Regions from separate parts of the Mus musculus genome. Here all the other regions are linked to region 1. Evidence: chromatin contacts called from public HiCAR-type and HiChIP or PLAC-seq data. All regions are on one chromosome and are shown on one strand. Each heading gives the region's core, a stretch centred on a gene start, on an enhancer-like site or on the middle of the called end of the contact. The rest is flanking DNA. Distances are from core to core; before and after follow the strand shown.

Region 1 (2,700 bases), core at 138-2,637:
ACCTGTACAAGGCCAACTGCCATCAATTTGTTAAATCCTATAATTTCCCAAACTCCTCTACTTTGAAAAATCATTAAACCATTAAAATACAGCTGGGAAGACCTGGAGAATCTCTGACTGCGGTTTTAAGGACAAAGTGAAATTTGGCTCTGGGCACTATCTCTAATCATATTATGTTAGAGGGTATTTCAAAATAGTTCTGGGGGTAAATTTTTATTAAATATGGGGAGATTGTGAATGGTCAACCAAGCAAGAGTTGTTTGTTTGTTTGTTTGTTGTTAGACAGGGTCTCATTTTGTACCTGGCTGACCCAGAACTCATTATGCAAACCAGGCTGGCCTTGAGCTCACAGACATCTTCCTGTCTCTGTTTCCCAGATGATGAAATTAAAGGCTTATGCTTCCTCATGCTAGGAACTAGTTGCAAAAAAAACACTTTCAACCAACATATTGTGTTTTGGTTGTGGGGTAATATAGACTAAGAAGCTCAAAGACGGGGGAAACACACATACCCCCTATTTTGTTCTGTGATTTCCCCCACGCCTTTAAACTTTATTTTTCTTTTTTATGTAAGCAGGATGTCCCATTCAGAGAATGGTGACCTCTGAATTAATGTCATAGATTTGTAGTAAAAGGGATAGATGCTAGTCATGTATGATTATAAATCAAAGATGTTGTTCTGGGGTCAGTGACACAGAGGGCACATAGGACCACTCTGATGAGGGAACGGAGTTTCACTGTGGTGGGAGCCCAGAGCTCTGCTGCCATCTGCTGGTCCAGCATGCATGACACATGTGATCCATCTTTCCTTAGAACTAGTCTCATTTTAGGTCACAGCTCACCTTGGGCATACACGAACCTGTCAGCCCTCTCTTTGTATTCTGATTCATCTTAGCTGCAGGCATCCCACAAACTGGCAGACACGCAGAGAAACATTGAGAGCACAGGTGGAGGGCGGGACGGACCTAGTGCCCTATTTAAACTGATGGATACATTTAAATGAAATATACACGAGTTAGGGAAGGATGTACCGAGCGAACCCGTGGTAAATTTCAGATCATTATTTGATGCCGCTACTTCGCCGTTTGTCTTCTTTGCCCTCGCGCGGTAAACCAATGTGCCCTTTGCAGTTTGACATGAATATGGTTTATTTTAGCTAAAAATCCAAGCCGGCCCTAGTCACTCTCGCTGTGAGCATTTTCAGGCTCTCCTTGCAATCCCAAGAGTACAGAAAATAAATTTGACACAATGTTTCTTTTGTCTTCCCCCACCCCCCACGCCTCTGGCCAATTGATTCGGAGCTCTGTTTCTGTCTTGCCACTGCTGCCTCCAGGTCGAGCTGAGATTTCCGTAGCTTGTTAAGCTAATTTGGGTGCTGAGCAAGGACAAGTCCAGAAAGCAGATTCACAAAGCAGAGACTCACAGAAGCGGGGCTGTTGTGCTATGCTGTTTAGAAGCTGGCAAACGTGCCCTGGATCCTCCTCAAAACATCCGGCTGAGACAATGCAGTTTCGGGCTCACAGCATTGTTCCTGGAGAGACCTGAAGATCCCTGGAGGCTCCGGAAGCCATGCAAGGAGCGACCCCAGGGGAGCTGTGGTTCCCAGGCCTCAGAGGTGAAAGACAGTGGCTTGCAAATGCAGCGCCTCAGAGGTGAAAGAGACAGTGGCTTGCAAATGCAGCAACAGCATCCCATGAGTGCAGGGGAGCGCTCTGGGTGGAGCAGAACAGTAAAGTTCATAAATTCAGCACGTCAGAGCAGCCTGTCTCCCCTATTTACTCTGCAAGTCCGTGACATCGCGAGCGCTCGCTACTTTACTTTGTCTTAATGCTGGCGCGTTAACCTCTGAACGGTGACTTTCCAGCCACTAGCCTGGAGGCTGTAAGGTGCTTCTGTGCCTATTTTTAGCCTCTTTTCCGCGAAGAAAAGAGAAAATAATAATGTCTCGTTCCGGGGATCCTTCTCAAGCATGCACAGGATCCAGGAGGCAACAGTAACATCCCTAAGGAGCCAGTCTCAGAAGCAGGTGTGGGGCGCCCTCTCTCTGTTATCAGAGAGGGTGCCGGAAAGCAGCTGGGCCACAGCGGGGCACTGGGCAGGATCGCTACGAGGAATTCAATAAGGTTGGCTGCAGAGTTTCAGAGAGCAAAGTGGGGGAGGGGAACTCTGAGTGTGCTGTGCCTGTTCCCTTTGGGCTCCTCTGCCCACTGTGCTGTCTCAGAGGGACAAAATCAAGCACAAAAGAGCCCTAGAAATGTGTCATGTGGGCCACACCCCCAAACCCCCGACCCCGTTCATTTCTGAACAGAATTATCAGAGCAGATGACCTTTTTCTAAAATGGTGCTTCTGAAATGAGTCTATCCTTTGTTTTGTTATCAGAATCATACGATGTGAAATTAGAGAAATGTGTGAACGCAAAAGGATTCTAGATGAAACCCACCCAGAGCAGTATTTTCTGTATTTTGCATTTTTCACGTAAACTCCTTGATTATGTACATATACATGTATGAGGAATGTTGATGCATGGGCTGTGTCTATATTTTTTCATAAAGCATCTCACATATTACCTTTAAATGGCTGCCATTTCTTATGGAGTAGTGTGCATGTGTGAATGTGTATGTGTAGATAATATTTAGATATAAGGATAATAAGTTTATCTATATTTTAATATTGGTCTATATTCATATTTTTCTGGGCTCC
Region 2 (2,739 bases), core at 54-2,553, 550 kb before region 1:
TCTTGCTCTCTTGCTCCCCCTTGCTCCCCATTCCCTTTATCCCCCCCACCCCCCGCCTCTACTTCTCTACTCTCTCCCTCTCTGCTTTTCTCTGCCTCTACTACCCTCTTAACTCTCCTCCCTGTGCCCTGAATAAACTCTATTTTATACTATACTGTCATGTGACTAGTCCCTCATGGGGAAGTGATGCCTCTGCATGGGCCCTCTGAGGCACTCCCTTCCCCCATACCGCACCACACCCCTATAGAACATATTCTTATACCTCTTTATCTTTTTTTAAAAACACATCAGTATGTGTTGCGACAAGTAGTCTTCCCCAGGGCCCCTTATGGTTCCAGATAGGAGAGTTGGAGATCCAACATACAGACACAATTTTAAAACCCCAATTTTTTTTTCTTACCCCCAGACAACATGGCAACTAAACACAAGGTACAGCTTTCTGCACAGAGAATAACTAAGACAATGGTGTGTGAATCGCCCAACTCACGAAAAGGAAAGGACTTTTCTGTGCAAATAGAGGCACTGGATAATAAAGTTGTTTATTGTGAAATCCCAGGCTGTCTGCCAAGAGTGGGTAGAGCCCTCTGAAACATGGCAATGTCAACTTTCAAGCCTGCGTACTTGGTGACATGATTAAAATAGTGAAAAGAAAAAGATATTTCCAACTGACTCAGCAGGTTCTGAGAAAGCTGAGCTGGAAGAGAGACCGTGCCCTGGTGAGCTCAGCTCTTCTGAGCAGGGAACACTCTCTTTGGAATAAAGCAGGCTAGGCACTTTTAAAAAAAAAATTTTTGCATTTTCCTGATTCACTATGTACCATTTAACATTTTATGATGCTTTGTTTGTTTTATAGACGAGGCATTAAATTCAAATTACAACTTGAATGAGATTTACTCAGTCCCCCTTTCAGTGTGGGAATTTCTCATTAGCCAGACTCCCATTTCTTATGTAGATGGATGACCCAGACCTTAATGGTGGGTTGGAAAAGATGAGGTTATTTCTGTTACCCCAAATCTCTTTGTGTCAAAAAAAATTTTTTTTTCTGATCTTACCTATTTCTCATTGCTGAATATTTTGGAAGGGGGCCAAAAAATATTAATGTGTGTGTGTGTATGTTTCTCCACCTCCTAGCATCGATAAAGTGTCCTGTTCAGCCCCACCCTGTAATTTCATCTTTCATCGTTGACTGCTTGACATTCTGTCAGGGAAATATGTTCTTGTGTTACCGGGGTGTAAATAGGGTTCATGTTCTCTTGGGAACCTGACTTGCCTTGAAGCTCAGATTGCATTGTTTCTGATGTGCCTCTTGCAGAGAAGTGAACTCAAATGGAGGTAGAAAACTCATTTATCACCAGTTCAAATGCAAATGAAGGCTGCGGGCATTCTTCCTTTCATCTGCAGATTAGCAGTTTGTAGCCTCCTTTTGTAGTTTAAATGCCCAGTATGTCTTAAGGTACAACACACTTCCAAAGTTCTCCACCCCACCGGTCTGAGCTTCTCCCCATGTGAGGTTATGATTTGTTGTTTTCTGGGAATATCCTGTAGTTGCTGATTAAAAACTGAAAGATGGCATTTGAAAAAGAAATGTCATTTGTACTATGAGTGGCTTAAAATTATTTTGATACACAACAAAGGGAAAGACTTCTAACTCAGCACTGATATTTTAAAAAGAATTGGCAGCATCTTTGAGTGACTCGTGTTCACTTAACATGTGTGGTCCTTACAGCGTAGGGTCCTTTTGTGGCTTGTATACATAGTATGCCCCTCAAAGGCTCGTGTGTTGCAGGTTTGCTTCTCAGGTGATGAACTTTTGAATGAACGTATCCCAAGGCTCTTACTTCACCCGTGCATGATCCATTTGTGGATTCATAAGTTGACAGCATTATTAAGAAGCGGTAGTAAGTAGGGTGTGGGGCTTTGTTGGATAATCCGTTTTCTGTGACCCCTTCTCTCTCCCTAGACACCATGAAATGAAGAGCCTCCTCTTCCATAAACAGCTGGACTCCTCAGAGGCCCACTGCAACGGAGTCACAATGATTGAGGCCTCAGAAACCATGTGGTAAAATAGATTTCTTCCTTTTAAATTGCTTTCACTAGCATTTTGTCCCAGTAACTGAACATTGACTCAAGCAGACATACTGAAGTTCACAGTCAATCCATTTCACACACAACATATTTATTTCAGGTCTGAAAATGCTCATTTCTAAAGTGGTCCACCCGACAATGACAATTAATCATGCCCTTTGTCTAAATTTAACACGTTTAGGGTAAATTTGAGAATAGGTAATATCAGGGTGAATGCCAGTTCTTTGTCTTAGAAGTCTAGAGTTCATGGGTCAGAAGTCATAAAAGAAGGTAACAATTTGCCTGCTGGCCTTGACTGACAGTCATGTTGAATGTTTCTCACAGCCAAAATGGAATAAGGCATATTTTTTCATCTGTCTTTCACTCCATCTATCTGTTCATCTATCCATCCATTGATATATTTTTTTTAATCCAGTACTTACTTGCAGATGTCTATGGCATACCAAGTTCAAACCTTGGCTATATTGCTCAGAATTATCTGAAATGTGAGACATTAGTACAGTGCCCAGGAAGCCCATTCTGACTCCTAGCCCAAGAAGGTGGGATCCAACTATAGAGCTAGAGGGAAGTGACCACAAAGACCCATCTCATTTCTAGTACCAAGTGAAAGCTCAGGGTCTTTTCTACAACTTCCATATTTACCAATTGCTCAAA
Region 3 (2,700 bases), core at 20-2,519, 710 kb before region 1:
TATGCATATATGTATGTACATGTGTGTGTGTATGTGTTATGTTAGCTCCTGAACAGATAGCTGAGTTTATGTGGAGTGAGAAACACCAACCAGAGGTGCCCACAGAGCGATCATGGCAGTACTATGAGCTGTGGGATAATGAGGAATTTTCAACTATTTTCCAAAAAATTATTTAATTTGTATTCACCCAAACATGCATTGCTATAGTAATAAAAAATAGATACTATTTACTAAAGCAAAATAACTTATGTGTTTAAGCAGCAAGAGTCTGTGTACTTTGTGTAGGAAGGGGGTCTCTTTCACTGCCCATTTGTGTCAGATGACTTGCAATTCAGCGAACACAGAGTTCTTTCTAACACACAGGACACCTCCCCAGTGCTTTAGACAGCATCCCTGCACAGGATTTGTCCTCAATGTTCTCTGCCCATTTCTGTGGGTCTGACTTGAGACTAGTCATGGCTTCCTAGGGTCTCGGCTTCGTATATTATTTCTCAGGGCTCAGAAGATGCTGCACAGACGCCTGTGTTCCAGGTGCTTCAGGTATGGGCTGAAGTCCGGAAGATTATGAACGCTCATATTCTCTTGCTGGGGGGAAAGCAGCTGGCAGTATACTCACATCGAGTTCTAGAAATGCCAGAGGGGTGTGGGCCTTACCTAGACCTAACTCTCTTGGCCTGTCCCATGCTGTCTTCGGTTTACTATGGGGGCTTCACCAAGCATAGTCCAGTGTGCGAGCTTTCTGAGCCTCTCACAGTCCAGAAACCCATCGGCTGGGAAGATGGGCAGTGTTTTCCTTCAGGTTCCAGACATAGAGGTTGAAAGTACATTCTCAAACGTCAGGCTTGCATGCTCGTACTGCACTGCAATGCTATCCAAGCAGTCTAGCCCGAGGGCCAATGCCGACCAGAGGGGAGGCTGGGGAGGCAAGCCAAAGGCCCTTCTTGGGTATTCTGTGTATTTTAGCTTGCTTCCTAGCAGGTGGGCAGTGGGGCTGTAGATGTGCTGAAGGATGTGGAGAGGGAACAAACCCCTTCGAGTTCCCATGGCGTTGGCTGTTGAGGACCGGGCTTGGATTCCTTTTCCTTTACAAAACAAATGTTCACCCCACAGTGTCATTGTCCTGGTTCCCAGCTCTTTCCAAAGCCTTCAAAGTCACATTTCGTGCAGTGGCCTTGCCCCCGTGAGGAATCTGGGTCTGTTCTCTTTCTCTTGAGAACATTGCAATGGTAGGATTCTGAGGCACTTGTTTTCTTGTCACGTTCATACCCATGACATCATCTGAGCACAAAGAGGCCTTGTTTGTATGCCAACACAGAGCTGCGGATGCCCACAGCGGTTAGGCTTGGTGGTAGACTTGGAATTAGAGAGCAAAGGGCACATCCACTAACTAACTGCCCAGTGGTGGGTGGGAATTAGGACCCCAGAAGAGGCTGCCACAGAGGTAAGCAGCCCAGAAGTTCTCCTGTGGAAGATGATGCAGGCTGCCAGAAAGCAAACCCAGGAACCATCCTGGCTACACTAACAAGTACAGAAATTCTGACCTAAAAGCAACAACTAATATCCCACTGCGTGACTTCAAATCACATATTTTTTTAAGCAGCAAATTTTAGAAATGTGTCAACAAAAATTCGCCATACCAACCTATTTAAAGAGGAAAATACACCACGCTAACACATTTTAAAAGGACATTTGATAAAAGTTTAGGAGTTCTTAAAAATAACACATTTAAGCAAATCAGAATTAGGAAGAAATAATTTAAATTTGTAAGAGACAATTATTACAAACCAGCAAACCCAGAAGATATTATTGTAAATGGTAAAAGGCTAAATTCATTCCCACTAAAATTATGAACAAGACAAAGGTAATTACTGTCACAATTATCTGATATTTCAGAGGATAAGAAAAGGAAATAATAATTAAAAGGCTGATAAAGAAGAGACAAAATTATTCTTTTTGGCTGTTGATTTGAGTATAAATCTGTAAGATTCAAAATAGTCCAATTTAAAAAGTTATTGCGTTTAATAAATTTGGTAAAGTAATTAGCTGTGACACACGTCCCAATCAATATCTTTCTGTAGCTAGTAGTAACTAGCTAGAAATTAAAATAAGCAAAGCAACCATTCTGTTACACAGTAAAGGCAGTTAACATAAAATATCCATAAATTCAGTTAATCACAAGACCAACTGGGTTGTCAGGAAAGATAACAGACACTTAAAGAAATGAAATAATATCTTCACAAAACAGAAAAATTATTTTTGTATAAAGTTAAAGGTTATTAAAGTGCTGCCCGCCCCAAATTCACAAGCATAATTTTGAAAGCCAATGAAAAAAAAAGCTTTCCCACTCTTGGAAGAATGATTTTTGAAGAATGACAAGGAATGAGCTGAGAGGTGCAAGCCAGACACAGCACAGATACATGCTCTAAAGCCACTGAAATCCAATCAGTATGGCTCTGGGCTACAGGCGACTAGGTCGTCAGAAGCGAATTGAAATCTGACAGGAGAGCCCAGTGTATTGTGGGAGCTTGACAAAGCAGAGCTTAAACTCAGTGAAAAGTGATATCCTATTCTAGAAAAGGCTCTAAAACCCTGACTGCTGCTCTAGGGTAAAATCAGGTTGGTCTCTATCCCACATGATGTGCACATAACTAAATGGGTTGGTGGTGTAAAAGTCGGGGCTGGAACAGGACAGGAGAGAAG
Region 4 (2,700 bases), core at 1-2,500, 510 kb before region 1:
AAGAGATATTTCATCTTACAAGTTATAGTCAAGCACTGAAGGAACTGAAGGCACAAGCTTGAAGCAGAAACCATGCAAGAATACTGCTCACTAGCCTGTTTCCTCTGCCTTGTTCATCTACCATTCTCATAGAACCCAGGCCCACCTTCCTTGGGTTGGCATTGCCCACAGTGGGATAAGCCCTTATATATTAATTAGCAATTAAGAAAATGCCCCACAGGCCAATTTGACTGAAGCATTTCCCAAACTGAGTTTCTCTCTTCATAGATATATCTAGATTCATGTCAAGTTGTCAAAAGCTAACCAGCACACCTTCCCAGGTATCTAAGCAAACCTTTGTTTCAGCATTTCTTAGGGAGTTTATAACCTAGGTGGTGAAAGTATAAATACACTGAAGCCAAATAAGTGTTAGATTCACATGAGATGTCACACATGATGTATAGTTACGACCTAAGGGCATAATGTTGGTAGCCTGTTGAGATGGCCCAGTATCCTCCATGAAAACTTGAGAACTTGAATTCAATTCAAAGCCAACACTATGAAATCCAGGAGTGGTGGTACAAACTTGCAACCCCAGCATTGTAGAGGTAGAGAAAGGCCAAACCCTGAAGCTTCCTGGTTATCCAGGCTAGCCTATTCCACAAGCTACACACACACTCACTCACACACACACACACACACACACGCACACACGCACATGGAAGTGCACACCCAGTGAATTTTCTGTGATTTTTCTATAGTCACTGGCTTAGCTTTGATGGGTTATACTCAGTTGCCCAAGTCAACTTGTGCCCCAGCACCTACCCAGCTTACTCTACCTCATGCATCCTTCAAAACACAACACTCTGTGGTGACACTGACCTCTGAAACTGAAGCATGACAGTCAGTTTGTCTGGATTGCAAGACAGTATGGAGATTACCTGAAAAGGCCGGGGGGCCGGGGGGGGTGTTAGAAAGTTTGACTTGGATGTTTGTCTAGGTTTCTGAAGGCAATTAGACTTTGACAGTAGGCTCTCAGCCCTCAGACTGTAGAAGAAGAGTGAGGGTAATGTGAGAAGAAGCTAGAAAAGATAAGTCACCCACTTCAGTGTTTTGCAGAGATGATGATGGGAAAGCTGCCCACCTAGGAGTAATTTTCCATGCTGTAGGGGATGATGGAGATCCTTGGAGAACAGGCACAAGGAGACATAGAGCTGAGTCCTGGATCTTGAGAGGAGAAAAGAGCAAGCCATGGAGAAGGAGGAATGGAAGGGCATCTGCAGGTCTTAATGGCATAAGCTCATTGTTCAAAAGGATGGCAAATGCATGGAAATTGGCAGTGGTTTGGACCAAATGGTATAAAAATCAATACTTTTCATTAACAAAGTGCTTTGGAATTTGATTTGATCTTATTTGCAGGCAGTATCACTTTAAAGGAGATATTTATGCTCCTGAGTTCAGGTACAAAACCTAGCATTAATCAAAAAATATTAGCTCGTTATAATTTGTCTTTGCTTGAGCTGGTGGGACCGTTTGGAGAGATATGTCTATTAAAAAATCTATATTATTGAGAGAATAGGGGTTTGTAGGGTGAAATAAAAAAGTTCATTTGACGATGAAGTGGGTGGTCGATTCCCTTAACATTCTGAGAGCAAACACAGGCATCATTATGAATCATTCCAGCTGATGAGTCTAATTTCTTTCAGGAGCATTGTGGCAGACGCTCACATTTCAGTTCTCCACAGACAGATCAGTCTTTGTCACCCCCTCATACATATTCGAGCGTCTAGATGGGAGATGCAGCGTGCTGCACTGGCCTGAGGGAGAAGAACCCCTCTGAGTAAACTAGCAAAGCAGAACACTTGGCCACCAAAATAAAGTGCTTCCTAAGCACTGGTTTGCAAAAATGGCAGCGGCCACTGGTTACCCACAACCGTGTTATGTTAAAGCCAGACATTTGGATGATCCTGGCTTGGCTTCTCGGAGGACTGTTCTCTGCAGAAGTAGAGGTTTTAGTGTGGGTGTGGTGACATAAGCAGTGTAAAATGGAACTGATGGCAGTGACAATATCAGAAGCTTTTCCATCGTAGGAAAAGCTTTGTTGTTGAATGTGGTTGTGTTTTAGCCTTGGAGGAAACCACATGTATCCACATGAACATACATACATACATGCACATACATCATGCATGTGCACATGTATGCACACACACACACACACACACCCTCCCTGTGTGTATGCACACACACACACACACACACACACACACACACACACACACACACCCTCCCTGTGTGTATGCACACACACACACACACACACACACACACACACACCCTCCCTGTGTGTATGCACACACACACACACACACACACACACACACACCCTCCCTGTGTGTATGCACACACACACACACACACACACACACACACACCCTCCCTGTGTGTATGCACACACACACACATACACACACACACACACACCCTCCCTGTGTGTATGCACACACACACACACACACACACACACCCTCCCTGTGTGTATGCACACACACACACACACACACACACACACACACCCTCCCTGTGTGTATGCACATACACACACACACACATACACACACACACACACACCCTCCCTGTGTGTATGCACACACACACACACACACACACACACACACACACCCTCCCTGTGTGTATGCACACACACACACACACACACACACA
Region 5 (2,700 bases), core at 140-2,639, 680 kb before region 1:
AATGGCAATGGCCACACCACCTCCTTCAAGGCATTCTCCTGTGAGGGAGAGACATTTAAGCCACTGAGGATGAGAGCATCACACATGTTGAGAACACAGCCACTTCTTCACATACTTTCGAGAATAAAATCTGTTGAGTGACTGAGCAAATGATTGCCAAGAGAGAAGCATGGGGTCATAGGCAGACCTGTTCGATGCAAGAACAGAGGTGCGGGTGAACCCATTTACAGGACTCTGGTGGGAGGGGTCTGTCCCGCCAGACAGTTAAACTGAAGAAGACATGCTTGTCTCCGGTCCAACCTGTGCCAGACGTTTGGAGATGGAAACGCTCTATAGCAAGTGGCCCTGGTTAGAGAGATGAACTGCTGTAGGTCAAGAGAGCAAAAAACAAAGGAAACAGCAAATTCCAGGAGGTGAAGGACGCGCTGCTCTAAAAGACTTAAGAGAAACTGGCTGGAAAGAGACTCCCAGAGAGGAAGTGATCGGGAGGCAACTTTGAACCAAGAAACACTAATCACAGCCCCTCACCCACACTCTTCTCCAGACTCATCCGCAGAGCACGTTGCCTGCCTCCTGTCCTTAGAACTGCATCTTGGCATGACTTGTGTTTAGAAAGATGAGGACACTGTGGATTTTAATTCTAATGAGGGACATAGGCGCTTGACATAGTGACATTTGTTTAATACCTTGTGCTCCATGTTAAAAAGGTCCTCCATCTATTTTTCTGGCCTAGAACATAAATGGAGGCCTAGGAGGCAAAGGAGGACACTCCGGTGCTCAGCCCCCCCCCCCCCCCCCCCACACACACACAGAGCCAGCCACTCACCAGAGCTCTTGGGTGTTGCTGAGACAATTCAGTCATTTTTGCCAAAAGTTTATAATGAAAGAGAGTAAAGGCCCCTCACCCCTCATGGCAGCTGCCTTCCTGCTCTCTCTCTCGGCTTCACTTTTCCATTTCCCAGCTGGTAAAAGCCTGAGAGAGAAAGTGCAGACTGACAGTGTCACCCATCTCATGTTTTGCCAGCAAGGACATCATAAACAAAATCAAATAGCTACTCTATCTTACAGAGCATTATAATTGCACAAGGAAAAGGATATTTGACATGGAAGGCAGGATGGAAAATTAATTTCTCAAATAAGACAATATTCATGACTGTATTTAAGTTTACAGAAAACTCCTTCTGTCATTTTTTCCCCCTCATTTTGCCATGAACGAATAAAATTTGGCAAGGGTCAGCAGTAGTTCCCCCAAACACTTTTTATGCCTGACTCCTGGACTCAACACTTAGATGCTGGAAGAATCTGATATTTCTTCTGCCCCTCTATCAACAGTGGCCATTCATAGCCAACAGCAACTATTCACAGCCAAATGACTCATCGTGGCTGCAGACAAACAAGTCAATCTCGTTCCTGTTCTTGCTTTCTGAAAAACATTTCTGGCTTCATGTAGTGCTCAGCCTGGGATGCACTCAGCTGGTGGTTCCCCAGTTATCCAGGACAAAACCACCATTCCCAGGTCCCCGGCTCTGGCAGAACTAAGTCAATGCTGGACCACAGACTTTTGCGTGTGCTTCAAACATTAAATCCTAAAGTACAGTAGGGAGAGATCCATAGTGCCCCTGGCCCTTCCTTTGTGGATCAAGGCTGAGATGGTCTTTATGCCATCTGGAGGTGGTATTGGAGCATGACAACCATGTCAGGTGACCTGCCATTTCCTTAAGCACCAACAGCAGTGTGGTATGAAACATCTTGCCCACATGTAATCCCAGTTTTCCTGTAAGTATGTGTGTATCTGTATTTGTGCAGGTTCTCTCATGTGTGCAAGAATGTGTAGAGGCCAGCATTAACATTGAGCTGCCTCTGTCCATTGCTTTGCTGACTGATTTTTTTTTTTTTTTAGACACTCTTTCACTGAACCTGGAAGCTCACTATGTCTGTTGAATTAGCTGGTCATGGGGCCCCCAGGGTCCTTGCCCCATGCCGGGTTACAGCTGTGTATTGCTACCAGCAGCCTTTCATATGGATGCTGCAGACCCAAGCTCAGATTCCTATGCGTATGTAGCAAGTACTGCAGCCACGGAGCCATCTCCTCACTGTCTTAGAATGGTCACAATCTTCTGTGATTCACCCAACTGCATACTAAACTTCCTAGTTTTATGGTTTGTATTGGGACAAGTCCTCTGCCTTTTGACAACACTACTGTAAGCAACTTGGTCTATGGAGATCTAGATTCCTAATGTTTGCATAGGGCTGAAAGTGTGTTTGGTCCACATATGTGGCTGTTGTTTGCTTTTGGTTTATAGGGTTATGGGTGCACAGGTACAGTTTAAGGCAGTGGTGTCTGGAGAGGCCTATGTTTGCAGGAAGCAATTAGAGTGTGAATAGAGCTCTCATCTGTGGTTCTATTTCTGTGCTCTTCAGTGTCTATGATTCAATTAATTGTACCTTTGTTTGACTTGAAGAATCTATTGAGGAATATACTTGAAATGAAAGAGTAAGTGGCTCCATTGAAATGCATCCACTTCTCAAGCTTTGATGCTCTGATGCAGGTATAGTGTGAAGGCCTCGAGGTACTTGACATCAACAAGTGTCCGCTAGTGTCTCAGAGTGTGTTGCGATCTGTTCACAGCCCTGATTTATTAGGAGAAGCCTTGACATTGACATGCTTGGAAGCATAGTACAGCCATTTCTGTGCCCTCT

Evidence for each region. HiCAR-type assays count read pairs that join an accessible place to other places. HiChIP or PLAC-seq counts read pairs in DNA pulled down with a chosen protein or histone mark.
Region 2: an H3K27ac HiChIP or PLAC-seq map of stem cell-derived neural progenitor cells shows a contact between it and region 1. The contact joins the enhancer-like site here to the promoter of 6530411M01Rik in region 1. A contact is called at or near these places in 1 of 15 datasets of contacts at CTCF or cohesin (stem cell-derived epiblast-like cells), 3 of 484 Hi-C or Micro-C datasets (Sertoli cells, embryonic stem cells and nephron progenitors), 21 of 115 datasets of contacts at active chromatin or transcription factors (SST interneurons, VIP interneurons, astrocytes and 10 more) and 1 of 9 other capture datasets (embryonic stem cells).
Region 3: a contact with region 1 is called in an H3K4me3 HiChIP or PLAC-seq map of embryonic forebrain, with 12 times the contacts expected there. The contact joins the enhancer-like site here to the promoter of 6530411M01Rik in region 1. A contact is called at or near these places in 1 of 15 datasets of contacts at CTCF or cohesin (pro-B cells), 4 of 484 Hi-C or Micro-C datasets (cardiomyocytes, cerebellar granule neurons, embryonic stem cells and 1 more), 17 of 115 datasets of contacts at active chromatin or transcription factors (SST interneurons, cardiomyocytes, craniofacial prominence and 10 more) and 2 of 9 other capture datasets (embryonic stem cells and embryonic tail).
Region 4: an H3K27ac HiChIP or PLAC-seq map of stem cell-derived neural progenitor cells shows a contact between it and region 1, with 3 times the contacts expected there. The contact joins the enhancer-like site here to the promoter of 6530411M01Rik in region 1. A contact is called at or near these places in 5 of 39 promoter capture datasets (cranial neural crest, embryonic stem cells, hippocampal neurons and 2 more), 5 of 484 Hi-C or Micro-C datasets (cerebral cortex, cortical neurons, embryonic stem cells and 2 more), 10 of 115 datasets of contacts at active chromatin or transcription factors (SST interneurons, differentiating embryonic stem cells, embryonic basal ganglia and 5 more) and 2 of 9 other capture datasets (embryonic stem cells and liver).
Region 5: a HiCAR-type map of astrocytes shows a contact between it and region 1, with 5 times the contacts expected there. The contact joins the enhancer-like site here to the promoter of 6530411M01Rik in region 1. A contact is called at or near these places in 1 of 15 datasets of contacts at CTCF or cohesin (large pre-B cells), 6 of 484 Hi-C or Micro-C datasets (cerebellum, cerebral cortex, embryonic limb bud and 3 more), 14 of 115 datasets of contacts at active chromatin or transcription factors (astrocytes, differentiating embryonic stem cells, embryonic basal ganglia and 8 more) and 1 of 9 other capture datasets (embryonic stem cells).

The regions. Positions count from the first base shown.
Region 1 is chr17:9,166,709-9,169,408 of GRCm38.p6, reverse strand. 6530411M01Rik (RIKEN cDNA 6530411M01 gene) reads left to right here and starts at 1,387. Exons shown (of 3, transcript NR_027881.1): 1 at 1,387-2,122. Gm52287 (a long non-coding RNA gene) reads right to left here. Exons shown (of 2, transcript XR_003952250.1): 2 at 1-2,700.
Region 2 is chr17:9,721,510-9,724,248 of GRCm38.p6, reverse strand. Gm34684 (a long non-coding RNA gene) reads left to right here. Exons shown (of 5, transcript XR_876393.3): 2 at 1,961-2,059. Among named protein-coding and RNA genes, the nearest start is that of Gm34684, 3.6 kb to the left of the region's middle. Within about 2 kb of position 1,303, at least 2 of the 459 cell types and tissues checked have an H3K27ac peak or open chromatin away from gene starts, as enhancers often do. A contact at or near this core is called in stem cell-derived neural progenitor cells, where this site is marked.
Region 3 is chr17:9,878,315-9,881,014 of GRCm38.p6, reverse strand. All of the region lies in intron 1 of Gm34799 (a long non-coding RNA gene), which reads left to right. Among named protein-coding and RNA genes, the nearest start is that of Gm34799, 27 kb to the left of the region's middle. Within about 2 kb of position 1,269, at least 52 of the 459 cell types and tissues checked have an H3K27ac peak or open chromatin away from gene starts, as enhancers often do. A contact at or near this core is called in embryonic basal ganglia, embryonic forebrain, forebrain and 2 more, where this site is marked.
Region 4 is chr17:9,680,036-9,682,735 of GRCm38.p6, reverse strand. No RefSeq gene overlaps it. Among named protein-coding and RNA genes, the nearest start is that of Pabpc6, 12 kb to the right of the region's middle. Within about 2 kb of position 1,250, at least 38 of the 459 cell types and tissues checked have an H3K27ac peak or open chromatin away from gene starts, as enhancers often do. A contact at or near this core is called in SST interneurons, cerebral cortex, cortical neurons and 4 more, where this site is marked.
Region 5 is chr17:9,844,615-9,847,314 of GRCm38.p6, reverse strand. Gm34799 (a long non-coding RNA gene) reads left to right here. Exons shown (of 2, transcript XR_003952248.1): 2 at 1-2,607. Among named protein-coding and RNA genes, the nearest start is that of Gm34799, 61 kb to the left of the region's middle. Within about 2 kb of position 1,389, at least 40 of the 459 cell types and tissues checked have an H3K27ac peak or open chromatin away from gene starts, as enhancers often do. A contact at or near this core is called in astrocytes, cerebellum, cerebral cortex and 2 more, where this site is marked.